2 separate regions of the Oryzias latipes genome follow, and region 2 is linked to region 1. A link is a contact called in public Hi-C data. All regions are on one chromosome and are shown on one strand. Each heading gives the region's core, a stretch centred on a gene start, on an enhancer-like site or on the middle of the called end of the contact. The rest is flanking DNA. Distances are from core to core; before and after follow the strand shown. Region 1 holds the start of zfpm1 (zinc finger protein ZFPM1). Region 2 overlaps zfpm1 (zinc finger protein ZFPM1).

Region 1 (4,331 bases), core at 704-3,203:
AGTAAATCTGATTGGAAGGAGACAACCTCTGCACTCTGCATTATGGCGTTTCATCGCTGCGATACTGCATCCTCCTTCAAACTGAGGATAAATTTGCTGTCTAACATCTCATTGAGAAATTAAACCTTTGTTTTTTTATTTTTAGAATGAGAATGTTAAACTTTAACAAACACTAAATAAACCACTCAATCACTTCGTAAAATCACCCCCCCCCCCATGTTAAATGAAAGCAACTTGAGCTCATTTTAGTTTAAATAGGTAATTCAGTCACATCCACGTGTCCTCAGACCTACATCGAATCCACTTTCATCAGTTTTTACCACTCCTGTGCTTTTGTCCTGCTACCTTTGTAATTCAATAACTTTAATCTGAGTCATCCATACAGGAAACTGCAGCAGCCGGCCATCAGCCCAGAAGGAAATCCTGGCTAATCTCACGTCTGTATCACATTTAAAAGAATCAAAGCATACTGCAGTAAAAGTAATAACACTGCACGCTTGATAAAACACTACATCTGAATAATATTTTAGGATCAGGATGTGATGTCAGTTCCATATTTCTCTGGAAGGAAATTATAGTTCTGGTAATGCTGAGATCTTCTAGATATTTAAAATGTCAAAATCTCTCAGAAAATGTCAATTTGGAAATTGCTAAAAAATGAACAGAAATTAAGCTTTTACTGTGAATAATTTATAATCTGTGAAACTTGTAAAATGAAAAAGCAAAACCCCCTCTCTTTAGGCAAAATGACTCAGAAATGTTCTCTGTTCTTCCAAAAGAGGATAATTCAGTAGAATGCAGTGGTTGGGAGATGTTCCGGTTTAGAAATGTTCTCTAGAGGACAAATCAGCATGAATAGTCATGAGGTTAAAGACAATTGGCCTTCCGTTTGTGTCAGTTAAAATAAACATTTTGTTTTACTTGCCCCCTGACCTTCCATAGGGTAAAGAAAATAGTGCAGACAATTATTTCTGGATGTAAGGTGGAGTGTTATTGCATGTCCTTAAATCAATGAGTTTGACTGAAACTCTTATTCATATCAGTATTTCTTTTTAATACAATTATTTTAAATTTGTTTACACCTTTTTTCTTTTTACATTTTGTTCATTTAGAAAAAGTATTCAGCCAGTATTAAATATTATCACATATAAACAGCACATATAAACAGAGGCAGGGTGGGTTACAAATCTTCAAGCAAACCATCATTTGTACATATTTTGACAGTTTTTAACACCTTTTTGTTAGATGATGAGTCGCCTTTATGGTTTATATAGAAAAAAATATAATTATGTTGCTGCAGTAGTTAGAAAATTAGAAATTTGCCTCTTACTTGTGGGCACGGATTAGGCCTGCCCTGACTTCCCATCATCCTTTTGTTTACACTCTCTCCTGCTAGCTTACAGCCCCTCATAACCCTAATCTAATATTACCGGTGCAACAAAAACGACGAGCAGTATTGGAGCAGTTCTGAGCCAGATGTCAGCTCAGGCGAAGAAAACAAAGACTTATAAAAATCTAGTCTTCTACAAGGGAATTGAAATTAGGGCGGAGCAGGGATCTTGTGGCTGCCCAGGGTATTTTTTACATCACAAATACGATTTTTGTAGACTGTTTTTATTATTAGCTCCTGATTTACAACTATTTGAATGAAAAAGCACTCAGAAACGCAATTTTGATCTTAATTTACTTTATATGTGTCCCCTATCATGAGGCAAATGCTACAAGAACATGTTAAAAAAACAAATTTCATTGGAATGGGTCTTTAAAAAATAAAAAAAAACAACAGATAAAAGTATTTATTTCAGCTACAACCTAAATATTTACAGTCTAAATAGGTTTGACAGTCTGTGTGTGTGTGTGTGTGTGTGTGTGTGTGTGTGTCTGGACCAATCACATGTCAGAGCGGCTGATTTCGTCAGACGCTGTGGGCGTGTCTTACGCCGTCATGCTCCGCCTTTGTCGACAGCGGCTTCGAGGCTTTGAGGCAGGACTGGCGGACCGGGGCGGACCAGGGGGGGCGGACCGGCCAGAGGAAACTTGACAGAAACCAAAAGCAGAGCTCCGCTGACCTCCTCAGAGCTGAGAGGTTCAACCAGCGCGAGGCTTTCCGCACGAATCACCGGGGGTGTCGCCGGGACGCCCGAGCTACGACCTACCTACGTGGAGGCGTGTCCGCCAGCGGAGGAACGTCAGGGGGGAAAAGGTCGGAAAAATTCGCAGAAGTGAAGTAGTGAGCGGCCACAGGTAGGACTCAGTGTCCGGTCAGCCGCAGCGGCAGTAGCGCCGGCAGGTCATGAGGATTCCTGCGGCTGCCGGTCGGACTCGGAGCGCCGCGCCGCAGCTGTGAACGAGGAGCCGCAGACAGACGCAGCAGCCCGGGAGGAGCAGCAGACGGCTTCCCCGCCGCCCCGTGAGCGAGTCCAACAGGAGGCGTGGAGGCAGCATGTCCCGGAGGAAGCAGAGCAAACCCCGGCAGATCAAGCGTAAGAAAGTCCCTCTTCGTTCCGCTGTCCCCCGCGAGTCTTTCTGTGGGTTTGCTCCTCCGCGCGCACCTGGCTGGAGTTGAAACCTGGAGATGCTTGAGTATACATGAAAACAACTTAGTTAGTTTCGCCATAAATAGATTATTTTTTTGTTTCTTTCTGTGCACGAACGCCGCCCACACGTTCTCCGTTACTGTTGGATGAAAGTGTCTTTCTGAGAAAAGCTCATTTATCCGCGCGTAAACAGGTTACGTCCATTCTCGGAGCGCAGCTTCCTGTTTAATTCTGTTGTGGAAACGTCATGTGTTCTCTGAAACAGCCGATCTAAACTGAGATAAAGCTGCGATCCGATGTGAACCGAGATAAGAGCGAAAATTGGATCTTTTTCTTTTCATTTTTATTTGCTTTCTGTCTGAGGCTGCGCCAAGGCCGCGGCTGCTCCCCTCTCCACCACCACACCACCACCACCACCACCCGGCTTTTCACTTCTCTTTCCCAGAGATGGGGCGTCAGATAAGCCCCCATGGCTGATCTCAGCTGCTGATAGCTGCTCACAATTGGATCTATTTTTTCCCCTCATCTTGTCCTTTTAGTTTAGCATCTTTAAAGGCGTTTTTCTTGGTCTGGCGCTCGGCTGCTCTCCGAGCTTGACGAGCCTTTCCTGTTTATAGAACGTGTGTGGCTTAATCAGGTGGTAACTGATGTTCAAAGTCGATATGAAAGCATAAAAACGATGTTGTGATTAACCTCTCCCGGTGCTCTGGGACTTCCGGTTCCACTCCTGAGCTGATGAAGACCCTCAGACTTGAGGAAAATGTGCTGAACAGTGAAGATCTCAGAGAGGAAAGTTTGCAATCTGCAGCTGGAAGACGCCTTATCTCTTTGTTTGGTTGTTTCATCTTTGATTGTGTCACCGTGTCCTCAGAAACCTGCTGTCTGAAAGCAACATTTGGAAGTTTAGTCTGCATGGTATCACTTTACAGAAATGCACTTCTGTGTGTGATCGAGGAGCTGTGACCAGATCAGATCCAGACTGCAGCAGGTGCATGTCTTATTTATGCTTTAAAAACAAGATTGGTTGCACTCCCCATGAGCTCAAAAAACCTGTTTTGGGCTGTTTTGCTACTTTCTCAAATCCTCTTTCTGTCAAAAATTGACTTTAGTATGCGGTAGTGTCCAAACTCGACAGATGTTGTTTATTTCTGTCATTGATGTGAAAAAAAATCTCACACCCATCTGACCTTGGATGAAATCGTTTAACAAACATGGACTAAAACTGCTATAAAAAAAAAGTACCCCCCTCCCCCCAATCTTCCTTATGTTTTATTCTTTGAAGTCCCAAAAAACCGAACCAAACCATCTGAAACTTTAGGTTTGTCACAGGAGACATTTATCAGTGTTGTTGTTGTAAATTTGGAATCTTTGACCGCCTGGGATTTGAACACTTGTCCAACCAACTGGTGAACAGTTGTAGCAGCTGTGGACTGAATTTCCTGCTTGTAGAAGTCAGGCTTTTGGACATTGATCAGAAGATCGCAGGTTCTGTTCTCACCTTGCCCGCCCATGGTCGAAGTGTCTTCAGGCACGGCCATTACCTCAATCTGAGGACTGGACCAAGTGGCTGACGTCAGCCATAGAAAATGACTTAAGTCGTTTGCGTCACCATTTTTTTTGCAGCATGGAGTCATTTGGAGTCAGTCAGTAAGCAGTGATTGGTCCGAGAACCACTCTTGCCAATCAGGAGTGAGCTAGTTGGAAGTCCACACCCCTACCACCTAAAAGGAAGAAACAAACAATATCATAAAAAAAAGATTAGAATTATGAAGACAATGTTAAAAAAGCTATCAG
Region 2 (4,491 bases), core at 472-2,971, 78 kb after region 1:
ACTGACCTCTTTGTTTGGGACAGTGAGTACACCCCTGCTACCCCCTGGACGGGGAAGGAAACCATTTCCTGTAGAGATAGAATGAGAGGCAGAGGGAGAAAAGAGGGAGAGATAGGAGGATGGAAGGAGGGGCAGGCAGACAGGAGGGTAGGAATGAGAGTTGGGGAGAGGAAGTGAATCAGAGATTAAGAAAGAGGAGCAAAAAGAGGAGAGGAGACACAGTGTAAGAGGAGAAGGGTAGGAGAGGATGAACTGGATGATGGAATGAGTGATTGTGGGAGAGGAGCGGGGTGAATGAAAGATGGTTGGAAAGGTCAGGAAGGGAGCACCTTATTAAATTCTCATTCATGGGAGTCCAGAACGTTTAATGCAGGGTAGGATATTTGGAGGAAAATTAAGATTTTTGAGGACAAGGAGTGATGGGAACAAACTTTAATGTCGTTTTTATCAAATGTATCAAATGTCACAAGAATCACAATGGCTCCTTTTGTCTGGAGATCCTTACAGAAACCATGAAACATGATGCAAACCCATATAAATTCTCGTACTCCTGATTTCGGTGTTTGAATTCACTCTTTTTATGATCCATCTGACAAATATCATCTATTGTCCTATTATTTTATAAAACGTAACAGGTACTTGAGGCAATTGCTGAGAGCTGCGGTTCTTCGTATTCGTTTGAGAATCCAAGAGTTTTTCAAGATCATTTTCACGGATCCACCACTAATTTGAAGGCCTCTCCGATGAAAATTGTGTTTTAGCTTCATTTTCTGCGTCAGAGTGCTGTCTTGTCTGCTCGAAAGATTTAAATACCTTTGTCGTTTTAACTTAGCATGACATCTAAATGAAAACTTACTGGATCTGATTCCCGGACAAGCCCCCAACCCATGTAATCTAAAGGTGAATTAGACAAACCTAAAAGTCTATTTACAGTACTTGAAAAAACTCAATCTCAAATAATCATCAAAATGCTGATTTATAGTTCTGTCTTATTAACCATCATTATTTTGAGTACTGAAGTTTTTAATCCTAATGTAATCTTGAAAACATACCTGGGACTTCCTCACAGACATTGATTTTAAACGGGTCCAAACTTGTAAAATGTTCTACAGCTGGACTCCACTAAATTGACAGTCTTGCTTATTAATTTAGTTTAGCTTCGTTTGCCTTTTTAGTTTAGCAACTATCATGCTATTCATGATATTAAAACTTTGATTACTTTTTTCCATGGCTGACAAAAGTTTAAAAAATAAATAAAAATGAATGACAAATGTTAGTAACTAGTAAGTTACGGAGAGGTGGTTTCAGAAAAAGCTTGGTACCTCCAACAATGTTCACTGACAGATGAAGTCTCTTTTGACCATGTATTGACCCGCATGTTTCACACTCATTGATGGGGCGGTGTGTGAGACTTCTGGCTCTAACTGCCGTTTCAGACGTGTGTCAGACGTCCCATCAGTCATTTTCTGACCATCTGTGGGGTGGAGAGGTCACATGCTGGGTCAGTTCAGGGAAAGTTTTTTGCCGATGTGAAGGAACTCGTCATCTTCAGTGAATGGAGGGATCCAGGAGCTGAACGGAGAAAGAAAATGAAGAAATGAAAATAACGAGTCGGCATCATTTGCATTTAGGTTTTATCTGCAAGGAGGGGGGTGTTTTTGAGCCTGATAAGGAGAGGTGTCGTAGGTTGGGTGTGTGTGTGTGAATTGTTACATGTGGAGTGACTGCAGCAGAAGAAGGTGTCTGTGGAGTTCAGCTGCTGTTTGTTTCATCAGCAGCTTCGAGGACAGGCTGGGGGGAGGAAGGGGGGGGGTGTTCTTGGAGGGGGGTTAATATCAGACCAAATAATTAGATTCGCTATCGAGGCGGCGGCAGCGGCGCGCGGATCAGGCAGATTAAAGCCGCGGCTCAGGGCTCGTTAATATTCATGAGGGGACCGGGGTCCGGGCTCGGGGCTTAGACTGCCGCTCAAAGACTCTCCTCCGGCTGACGAGGCTTAAAGCGCCACTCTCTCCACCAAGATGGAGCTCAGCTGACGGAGCAGGGGTGCAGGGGTCGAAGGGCTGCTGGACTGGATTTGGGCTCAAACCAACGTTTCGTTTTTGCTAACAATGATTCTGACTTCAACATCTTCATCATTCATGCTCCAATGAATGTTTATCTAGACACCCCTTCATCAACATTTCAAAAGAGGGATCTTTAAGTTGGTTCTTGCAGTTCTGGTCATCTCTGGATTCCAGAACTCCGATTCAGCTTCTTTCATCATTTTTTGGGACATTTTGCAGCCTGTAGGCCAAATAACAACACCTCCAACACCAGATCCAAATCCACTGCAGCGAACTTGTTTCTATTTTTTCAAGGCTATGGAGAGCATGTGGCTTTTGAAGACCCACTCCAATAAAAACTGCGTTTTTAGCGTGTTCTTATGGCATTTAAAAATAGAAAATATGCTGAAAGGAGCAGGGGCTATAGGCACTTCTGTTTCACCTCAGTAATGGCTAGAGTGTGGCGTAAGGACATGGTACGACGGCATCACCAGTACGTCATAAATGTGTGTAGCTTACTTTTTTTTTTTACCAATACTTCTTGATACATTTACCACATCCACGACACATTCCATCTTCATAACGGGTGCATAATTCAAGTATCAGAATGTGGTGTTGATGTTTTATACGACTTTGCATGTGGGGTGAGCGTGCTCGGAGGTGTGAAGGGCGAGCCCCAGGACAGGTTTTCCTCCTGGAGCGTGCTGTTCTTTCCTCAGAGCTCTCCCTGTTGCCCCATCACGGTGAATTCCAAATCTGTGGTCATGATGAATTAGTCTGAAACAAATTAGCAGTACTTACAGCTCAGACGGCTCCAGCATTGGGTTACAAATTAAAACAAAAGCAGCCGTATCTCCACATCAGCGCTACTTCTCCATGAAAGCCGATCCACTTTGCCTGGGTCTTCAGAGCGCGGCAGACTAAGAGGCTTCCTGCTCTCGTCGTCATCTTCGGGCTTTCTGTTTGCCACAAGTGATCTAAAAATATGACAAACCATCAAAGTCATGAAAAATGTCTGTGAAAGGAGGGCAGTCTGATTTTCCATTCTGATTCTGGAGCGGTTCTGTTCAGAACCCATCAGCCCAGTCTTTAAGAAGGAGATGACGACCTGCAGTTTATGAGGAGTTTATCACACACTAACATGTTAGCTTTATTTAAAAAAAGACTTTTCACAAAGATTTCTTTTCTGAGCCAAACTGAGACAGTTACATACAAGCATACGGTTCTGTTTTTTACAGATTCATTCGGGTCAAAGTTGAAGAGATGATTTGTTTTCGGACTATTTCAAACCATTGCTGTGCCATTAAGTAACACCTGCCGTGTTGAGAATGCGTGTCACATGCATGCCCAGTATGAATGTAAAAGCATGTGGTGTTCACACTGGACTGTAGCTACCCAGTACTACTACATGTCCCCAACCTACAGTTGGAAAAGGTTTGCTGTAACGGCTACACCTGCCCGCCGCAGCCACAGCAAAGATCAGACTGGTGATCTCTACAGAATGAGATCTATGTTGTGTAAGACAAATCCTCTCATAGTTCTTTCTTTTGATGGCCTCTTTTCTCCTGGATGCAGTTTGCTGGTTTCTGACCTCAGCACTGCCAGGGATGCAATTATTAATATTAATTTTATTTCAAGTCATTCTTTTCTCTCTGACATTAGGTAATGTTTCCTTTCTTTATGTTGTTTTTTTTTCTGGTGATTTGTATTTCATGTTGGATTTCTTCTGTTGTGGGTTTGTTTTCCGTAGTTGTGTTTCTTCTTCGTGGCCTTTTTTTTTTATTGATTCTGTTCTTCCACAGATGCATGCCATGGTTCCTTCGTCCTTGTAGTTTTTTCCAGCCTTGTCTCGTGTTTTTGTCTTGTTTTGTCTTTCTTTTTGGCCTGTTGTTGGGGGGGGGGGGGGGGGGGGTGAATGCTGGTTTTCTCTAAAAACTGAAGTTTAAATGCAGCAGGTTTTCACAATCAACATATCAGAGTAAAAAAAAGTTTTCTTGTTTTGTCTGCAGTAGAAAAATTAAAATAAACAAAAAAAGCATGTAAAATATATATCTGGATCCTTGGAGTTGCCCTGATGCTGAATAAAAAGCATTTAATCGCATTAAGCCCAACGATGAGAAAAAAGGCTTTTAAATATGTTCTTCTTAATGGTAACACTTCTTTTAGCTAAAATGCCAAGAATGAACAGAGCTGAAAATTTAGGCTGTTATTTTTGGTGCTTTGGCAGTATTAATAATTTGTCAGAGATAAAACTTATAGATCTGTGAGATTTGAGGAAGAGGAAGGAGTGTGATTAAACTGTTCCATCATTTAGTCACATGACAACACATACTCATGAAAAATAATGTGAAAAATGTTTTACATGTTTTTAAAGATACTTCCTTTGGAAGTCAAGGTCTGAGATGATAAACGACAGGCGTGACGCCACGTCGGCCCTCACATCGGT

What was found. A called contact is a pair of places that touch in the nucleus more often than the background predicts.
Region 2: a Hi-C map of gastrula embryo shows a contact between it and region 1, with 2.4 times the contacts expected there. The contact joins the enhancer-like site here to the promoter of zfpm1 in region 1. A contact is called at or near these places in 5 of 5 Hi-C or Micro-C datasets (embryo, fibroblasts and gastrula embryo).

Annotation. Positions count from the first base shown.
Region 1 is chr6:26,373,147-26,377,477 of ASM223467v1, forward strand. zfpm1 (zinc finger protein ZFPM1) reads left to right here and starts at 1,954. Exons shown (of 8, transcript XM_020704190.2): 1 at 1,954-2,483. The coding sequence starts at 2,444.
Region 2 is chr6:26,451,335-26,455,825 of ASM223467v1, forward strand. The region is part of intron 3 of zfpm1 (zinc finger protein ZFPM1); the gene reads left to right. Among protein-coding and RNA genes, the nearest start is that of LOC100049341, 52 kb to the right of the region's middle. Within about 2 kb of position 1,722, at least 1 of the 8 cell types and tissues checked has an H3K27ac peak or open chromatin away from gene starts, as enhancers often do. A contact at or near this core is called in gastrula embryo, where this site is marked.